Linked DNA regions of Mus musculus: all the other regions are linked to region 1. The links are chromatin contacts, called in public HiChIP or PLAC-seq maps. All regions are on one chromosome and are shown on one strand. The core of a region is the stretch at or near the end of the contact, and the rest is flanking DNA. Distances in the headings are between cores, read along the strand shown. Region 1 has its middle 25 kb from the start of Gm24670. Region 2 overlaps Etl4 (enhancer trap locus 4). Region 3 overlaps Etl4 (enhancer trap locus 4).

What was found. HiChIP or PLAC-seq counts read pairs in DNA pulled down with a chosen protein or histone mark.
Region 2: a contact with region 1 is called in a FOXA1 HiChIP or PLAC-seq map of pancreatic cancer cells. The contact joins two enhancer-like sites. A contact is called at or near these places in 1 of 484 Hi-C or Micro-C datasets (the N1E-115 cell line) and 1 of 115 datasets of contacts at active chromatin or transcription factors (pancreatic cancer cells).
Region 3: an HNF4G HiChIP or PLAC-seq map of pancreatic cancer cells shows a contact between it and region 1. The contact joins two enhancer-like sites. A contact is called at or near these places in 1 of 484 Hi-C or Micro-C datasets (frontal cortex) and 1 of 115 datasets of contacts at active chromatin or transcription factors (pancreatic cancer cells).

Annotation. Positions count from the first base shown.
Region 1 is chr2:19,715,315-19,718,014 of GRCm38.p6, reverse strand. No RefSeq gene overlaps it. Among named protein-coding and RNA genes, the nearest start is that of Gm24670, 25 kb to the right of the region's middle. Within about 2 kb of position 1,409, at least 28 of the 459 cell types and tissues checked have an H3K27ac peak or open chromatin away from gene starts, as enhancers often do. A contact at or near this core is called in pancreatic cancer cells, where this site is marked.
Region 2 is chr2:20,524,691-20,527,390 of GRCm38.p6, reverse strand. All of the region lies in intron 2 of Etl4 (enhancer trap locus 4), which reads right to left. Among named protein-coding and RNA genes, the nearest start is that of Gm17171, 190 kb to the right of the region's middle. Within about 2 kb of position 1,295, at least 70 of the 459 cell types and tissues checked have an H3K27ac peak or open chromatin away from gene starts, as enhancers often do. A contact at or near this core is called in pancreatic cancer cells, where this site is marked.
Region 3 is chr2:20,595,993-20,598,692 of GRCm38.p6, reverse strand. The region is part of intron 3 of Etl4 (enhancer trap locus 4); the gene reads right to left. Among named protein-coding and RNA genes, the nearest start is that of Gm17171, 260 kb to the right of the region's middle. Within about 2 kb of position 1,267, at least 24 of the 459 cell types and tissues checked have an H3K27ac peak or open chromatin away from gene starts, as enhancers often do. A contact at or near this core is called in pancreatic cancer cells, where this site is marked.

The DNA.
Region 1 (2,700 bases), core at 160-2,659:
TGATGTGTGCATACTGGATCATAAACAGCAGAGGGAGGCAGCCTTTGAGGCTTCAGTGCTGTCAAAGACTTGCTGGAGGTAAAACCCAAGACAAGAGCAAGACTGGTAGAGAATGATGACCAGAGACCAGCATGAGACTGAGAAAGGAAAGGAATGGTCTATAGCTGAGTGCAGATGAATATATCTGGGTGACCTGAGTCTTGCATGGATACATGAATTAGGAAAAGCATTGTAGATAATGGGGTACTCAGCCCAGATCCCCAACCCAGTCCCTGCAGAACCACTCTGTAAATTGATAGTCCTGACAGCCCTGAACTGACTCCTCCAGTGACCATCTGTAGCTGTAGGAACCATCTTGCTTAATGCTTCATGGTGTAACCCTTTCTATCCTTAGCCCCAACATTGGCTTGGCACTTCAACTGCCTGTCTCCTCACCCAGCCTCCCTGGCAGCCAATCTGAAGGATCATCAAAACTTCAGGACTCCTCCCAGCACTGCAGGATCCATTGAGACTCCTACTGGAACTTCACTTGCTCTTCTCTCAAACACTAGCGACTTTGAAAGCACCTGCCAGGAAGCCACCAGGGCTTGAGTCTCCCCTCTGGACCCTAGTGCGTGAAATCAAGGATACAGCAACAGGTGAGACTGATCCCGAGACCTTCAAGGTAGTTAGTGAGCCGGAGGCTGTGTGTAGGACAGGGGAGATGAAGAGATGTTTTCTCTCTAGGATCCTTTTCATCTTCAGAATTCCCAAGCTGGACTCATGGTTAGGACTCATATGGTTCAACAAACTGATGAGAGAAGAGGAAAATTAGTCATTCTGCCAGATTGTAAACAAAAGAACCACATAGGCAGAGCAATGTAACGCATTTCTTTTTTAGTTTGTTTGCTTTTCCATGCCATTCTAGTGAAGCGCAACCCTCCCAGAAATCCCACAGGAAGCAAACTCTTCCTTCCCTGGCACTGTCCCTGAGGCTTGCTTGTCCAGTGAACCATGACTGGAAGGGCATGTGCTACTTAGAATGAGTTCTCCTCTTTAATTATTTATGTGTATGTACATGGGTGTTTGCCCACATGTATCATGCATCATGTACAGTACCCGAGGATGTCAGAAGAGGGTGTCAGATCCCCTGGAGCTGATGTTGTAGCGGTTGTGAACTATCATGTGGATACTGGGAATGACACCTTGGTCCTGTGGAAGAGCAGCCAGGATTCCTAACCACAGAGTGATCTTTCTAACTCCAAATGAGAGTTTTAGAAGCTACCACCATGGTTCCATTTTCTCTGATACCTCTTCCCTAAACCAACAACATTCCAGAGAAAGACCCGCTTGTCAGAACTGACTCCTAAAAACCATGTTATGAGTGAGCAATGACCCTTAGGAGAAAGCCACTGACGGTTTTCTATTACTCAATACTGCAGAATATCGGCACACGTGAGTCAGCCACCCGGGCACTCAAGATGGCCACTAAAGTCCAAAAAGATTCAAACCAATGGGCTGTGTGCCAAGAAAACTTAATTTTAAAAAATCAGATGATTGGGAAGCCCCTGTTATTAAGATATTTTTAAAATAGCCATTTGCTAAAAAGTCTGTTGTCAATTGCCTAAGATCACATCTTTGCTAATTTTGCTTATCAACTTCTGTGAATTTCGTTTTAAAATTGACCAAGGGTGAACTTTAATGCATTTGTTTGCTGATCCTATTTATTTAAGAAAAGTTTAAGTAGGTGAAAGGTCATATGGTGGCATGGTTTTTATTTCTTGGGGGAGGAGGGAGGCAAACTAGAAATGGCATCTGCCTAGAACGCTCAAGAGCAATTTAGATGATGAGAGAATTAGAGAGGGAAAACATCAAAGGCGGAATCGGAAAGGGACCTAGAGAACAGGAAATGCAACAAACAGAACTTGTATTCCGGAGCAATTGACTTATGGCAGCTGTTCCCAACATCAAAACCAGAGAACAAGCTTGTCCTCTACTGCCACCTTCAGGCCCTCCAGAGTCCTGACTCGCTTTGTACAGTTTGCAGTCATAAGTTTAGATTGCCCAGGTTGCAACCCCTGTGGGAGCTATTTCTACTTTTTATTTTAGCTACATCTTGCTGGAATCCACAGAAGTTTAAGAATAGCGGAACTTGTGTAAATGATCTTGACAGGTGAAAAATGAGATCAAAGAATGAGAATGCTTTAAGGAGATTTGAATGTTGGCAACGAGAAGCCCGCAAGCCGAGCTGGGGGCGGGGCTTCCTAGGACAGAGGTATTTTGGAGATGGATCACTGTTCTGTCAGCTGCCTGACAGGCTTTTGTGATTATGAGCGGGATCTGGAGGTGTAGAATGCAAATAAAATTACAGAATGGCAAATTTCTGGGTAGATCTAGAATAGGTCTGACTGAGCCTTGCATTTACCCAGCATAGCCAGTGACTTGGTGGCAATAAGATCACAGAGATATAACCTTGGCATGCATTAAACAGATCCACTCTCTCTGCATTGCACATAACTATTGAACAGTTCGTGTTCACTAAGAGCAACGTAAGCTAGAAATGTTGTTTTCATTATTGTAAATACAGCATGTTAGCAAATTAGCTCCCAAAAATATACTCAATGGATGCATGTTAAATTGAATTTCCTTTCATGTCAAAAGGCAGAATTTTCAAAGTATAAGTAACCGAGAATTTACTGACTGAAGCTCAAGAACACACCA
Region 2 (2,700 bases), core at 46-2,545, 810 kb before region 1:
AACTCAACCCTTCCTTCATGCTTTTCATGGGAAAGGTCGCATCAATTTTATGCTGTTTTTCTACTTTGTTTATGTTCTTGTGGATTTTAAAATAATGTTTCCAGTGGTCTAACAAAACTGAATGTGACATACAGTAAAGGGATGGAAAGGTACCAGCAGTTAACAAGGGAGACTGACACAGGCCAGCCAGCACACAGAGCCCATCTTTGTCTGCTCGCCTTTATTGCTTGCGCTCATCCACCACTCCATTAGTCCCATCTGCCTCCACCCCAGCCCAGCACCAGCACCTCAGTAACCCAGTCCTGTCCACAAACTCTTCACAGTTGATTAGGCCTTTCCTCTGCTCTGGGCAGCTGCCAGCCCCACACCTGAAGGAGAAATGACATTTGGGCCATTTGAGTCACCTGGGGAGAATTCAGCCTTTTTGTTTTGTTTTGTTTTGTTTTGTTTTTGTTTTTTTGTTTTTTCCAGACAGGGTTTCTCTGTATAGCCTTGGCTGTCCTGGAACTCATTCTGTAGACCAGGCCTCGAACTCAGAAATCCGCCTGCCTCTGCCTCCCGAGTGCTGGGATTAAAGGCGTGTGCCACCACACCCAGCTAGAATTCAGCCTTTTAGGTGAGCATAAAACCCAAGGAGAGGCATGCATAAACAAGAGAAGGAACAGACAAAGGTCCATTTTGCCACTATTCCACAGTTATGGTGTCAGACCCAAGTGGGCCAGTTTCACATTATCTGTATGAAGAAAAGTGCATGCAGGGACTCTCAAGCTGTCAAACAGAATGGCAGTTCTGTTTCTTGTTTGGAAAGAACTCTGGTGCTAAGATGTAAATATGGGTGTGTCTGGCTGTTTGCTATTCTGGGAATCCTTGTCTAACAAAGTAGAGAAGTTGTAGCCTAAAGACAAGGCCTGGGCAAGGCTGAAAGGCAGCCCTGTTTCCTCTTCCTGCCCCTCCCAAACTCTTCCAGGGAGCCCACTTCCAGCAGGGCAAAGAGCAAACAAGAGCTTCGAATGGAAAATCAGCCCTTAAACACTCCCCGGAGCACAATTGAGGGGGAGGGGGGAGGAGGGGGAGGGAGGAGAAGGAGGAAGAACAGGAGGAGGGCAGGATCACCAAAGAGCTACTCTTCAGAGACCCAGGGGACTCCAGCTGTGATGTGTCTACATCCTGGACAAGAAAAGTAGAGAGGGATCTGGGAGGGCAAATTCAAAAAGGCAGAGGGTTATAGAAAGCCAAGCCATCCCTAAGGAGCCGTCCACACAGCAAGCTATGCAGACCAGCAACTGCTGGACTGTAGTGCCTGTGACTCTCCATGTTCTGATTACTCTGGCTGAGTCAGACCACACAGAGAGGCATCTGGGCTTTGGCATCATTTGGGCACTTCACAACCTACTGGGAGCTGGCGGTAGTGCAGTTACTTCCTGGGATATTTATTTTATTTTATTTTTTATCTTATTTGCTTTTAATTTTATTTTGGGGGGGGGGGTGAAAAATAAACACAAAGTCTTGTACATACACATGCTAAACATGTACTCTACCACTGAATTATACTTTTCTGAGAATTTATCCCATGGTCAAGATTAGGGAGTCCAGGGGCTCTCTCCTATAGGAGTTGAAAGCTAGCCTGGGTTACATAGTGAATTCCATAAGAGCTGGGACTACTGTGTAACAGAGCACAAAATCTTGTCTCAAATAACCAACAACATATAAGTTATTGATTATATATATTTATATATAAGTACATATATAATATATAACATATAATATATAAATATATATCCTACTATATATTAGGTAGTCCACATACTCCTGTGTGTGTGTGGTGTATGCACACACTTGTCTGTCCTGGAACTCTGTAGACCAGGCTGGTCTCAGCAATCCACTTGCCCCTGCCTCCTGAGGGCTGGTATTAAAGGTTCCTCCACCATCTGGCTCTCTTCACTTCTTCATAGTGGTTAGCTGAAGAGACAGCTCACTAGTTTAGAACACTGGCTGCTCCTCCAAAGCAGGAGTTCAATTCCCAGCACTCAAATGTCAGCTCACAATTCTCTATAACTCCAGTTCCAGGGGATCCTTGTTCAATTCTGGCCTCTGTGGGTACTAGGCAGGCATGCTCTACACAGACATACATGCAGGCAAACATTCATATTCATAAATACGTTTCTTAAAACATGAAGTCAAGGATAAAAACAATCCCTTGTACAGACTTTATACAATAGGTAGAGCATTCCATGTAATCTAGAGAAGCATCCTGTGTTGTATTAATTCAAATTAATTGACCGAGTCAACTATTCATTTGCACAAATATTGAATAATGGCCTGCTCCAAACACTAAAAGGGATAGGAGGTGGTGGGGTGCTGATCAAGATAGACTGCATAGGAGTATCTACCTGATGGTTAGAGAGTCAGTCAACAAACAACTAATGTATAATTTGAGCGCCAGGTCAGTGCTTTGAAGAGCGAAAGAAGATATGAAGGTAGAAACTGACTAGGCTGTTTCAGAGCACAGACTGAGCATCTGTCATTTTGTAGGCTAGCACTAGATGGAGGCACCCATTGCCAGAGGAGGCAATCAGGTAGATGGATCCCCGCCACAGAGCTTTCAAGAAACCTTTAAAAGCCAGAAGAGGAGGTCATGTTGGGGACAACAACCCAAGGATGATACTAGGAGCCCATGGCCTCCAAAGAGAATAAGACACA
Region 3 (2,700 bases), core at 18-2,517, 880 kb before region 1:
GTGCTCTTAACCACTGAGCCATCTCGCCAGCCCTTTCACCAATGTCTTAGCACCCTAGAGATAGAGCCTGGGGGCTCTTAAGTTTGAGGGCAGTCTGGGCTATATAGTTCCCCACCAGCCACCACTCCATATTAAGACCCTATCTCAGAAAAAACAGATAAAAAACAAAACATTTTTGGATGACAGCATCCTACATGCACACTGGTATGAGCAGAGATGTGTTTATCTTAAAAGTAAACATATCAAGTTCTAAAAAAAAAAAAAAAAAAAAACCCTGCAAACATTCATATTTTGTGCTGCCTGTATCCTTGGGAAATTCAGCAATATTTAGCATGGTTTTGTTTACATAAAAATTTATTGAAGGTACAGTAGGTTTCTTTGTCCCTTGTCACAATATGAATGCATTAATAAGCCTCGTCTTTTGGCTTTTTACACACACACACACACACACACACACACACACACACCTATATAATGGTATTAATATCAGAATTTTCTATCTCCAAAACACCTGGCCAAGCATTCTAAAGTCGTGGCCTCACACAGACAGTTCAGATCTTCATAATGTGAAAAACTACTCTATGCCTTGCAGACACTTTGTGTCTCTGGCCTGTGCACACAAAATGTCACTATCCCGATTACTCTTACAAGCAAAGTGACCCCGCGAATTCCCACAATGCAGCACGGTGACTGGCACTTTTCTCTAGCATCATCCAGGCTGAGGCAGGCTCACCTCCTCACATTTCATGCTTCTCTGCTTCCTGTTTCATTCCCAGACAGCTGAGAAGACTTCACTGTCAAATCCTCTCCTGTTTTGAAAATCCAGGCATGCTACCCTGCCATCTCCTTCTGTGGTTATTAGCAAAGATGTGTGAGCTGGAATACTCAGCTTTTGACACCATGACAGAGAACATCCTCTTAACCTTTACATCGTCTTTGCTACTTAGTTCCAAATACCACAGCTAAGATGATCAAATGAGGCACACGTGAGTGTTTACTCTTCGATGAGACAGTCAGGGGGTTACGTTCATAATCTATAACTGGAAACAATTCACACAGTTACTCTCTATACTTGTTCATGTCAAAAGTACCTGCATGAAAATGACAATAGATAATCAAAGGTGATGGGTAACTAATAAATCAGGGATACTAAAGGCAAAGAAGGGGCTACAGTTTTCTAAAACTGAAAAGGATTGTATAGGAAACGATCTCCTCTGGGCCACACCCTCTATGCAATTCATTCATTAGTCATCCAGCAGACATTCAGAGTTCTTGCTGCACAGGAGGAGGCCCTGTGCTATGTACACATAAATGTTTGATTCCTGTGAACCATAATCACCTAAGAGCTTTGTTGAGGTTGAATTCCCATTCAGCTAATCTAGTATGGAGGTTAGGAGCATGTATTTCTAAGGCTGGAGCTCGGAGCCCCCACACTTTAGCATGCTGAGTTCTTTGAACAAAAGGCAGCCTTCCAGACATCCTCAGGACCAGAGATTTTTCTGACCTTCTGTTTCCAACCCCAGCAGGGATCTCTCTCTCTCTCTCTCTCTCTCTCTCTCTCTCTCTCTCTCTCTCTGAAGTTCCCATATTTGAGGCTCCTCCAAAATGAACACAATGGCCTTTACTCCCTTCCAGAAATTTTCTTAAATCAGTCACAATTAACTTCACAGCATAGAAACAAAGACGAAGGGGCCCCACCACACTCAGACAGACTTTTAATTGGTTTTCTGGCCAACTTAATTCACACACTATTGTCTATCTATTCTTTGGAGGCTCATTCAATTTTCTAAAAATATCCTTTATTAACTTTTGAAATCACCCACAACACATCTCCATTTCTCACTTCCCTACCAAGGGGATATTTGAGTTATGTGTTTTTGAAAGACTTTCATGCTCATGGACCCATTACCTTGTGTTTTGCCTGTTAACACACCTGTTGCCATTTATGTCAGCAAACCAAACAGGCATCCTTCAAAAGAGGAAGGGGACCTCCCTCCTGCTCATGAAGTTCCGGGACACGCGCTCAGCAGACAATGTATTAAATAACCAAAAACTTTAGGGAGGAAAATAATGAAGGTTGAACCCTGATTTCATTTTTATTAATTCTTTGAGAATTTCATAATTCATACAATATATTTTGGTCATATTAACCTCCTACTCTTCATGCTAAGGCCTCCCAGGTCTACCTCCCACTCTTGCAACAGGCTTTTAAAACGGTATGAGGGGACATTTAACTGTAGGTGGGTGTCAGCATGCCCACTTCATCCCTACTCTTCTCCCTACCCTGTTATAGCTATATGAACTCAACTTTAGTTATTTATTGAGTGAGTGAGTGAGTGAGTGAGTGAGTGACTAGGGTTTCTTTAGATGTGAGTGAGTGAGTGAGTGAGTGAGTGAGTGAGTGAGTAGGGTTTCTTTAGATCTAGAACCATGCTTGTCTTCAGGAAGGCTTAAGTGACCAGAGACTAGGGTACCATGTAGTCTCTCCTCCCCCAGCCTGAAACCTGCTTGCTCAGGGGTGGAGCTTCCTGCTCATTCGTTCTGCCACGCCCACTGCTGGAACCTGAGGAGCCACACACGTGCACCTTTCTACTGGACCTGAGATTATTCGGCGGGAATCGGGTCCCCTCCCCCTTCCTTCATAACTAGTGTCGCAACAATAAAATTTGAGCCTTGATCAGCGTAACTGTCTTGGCTACA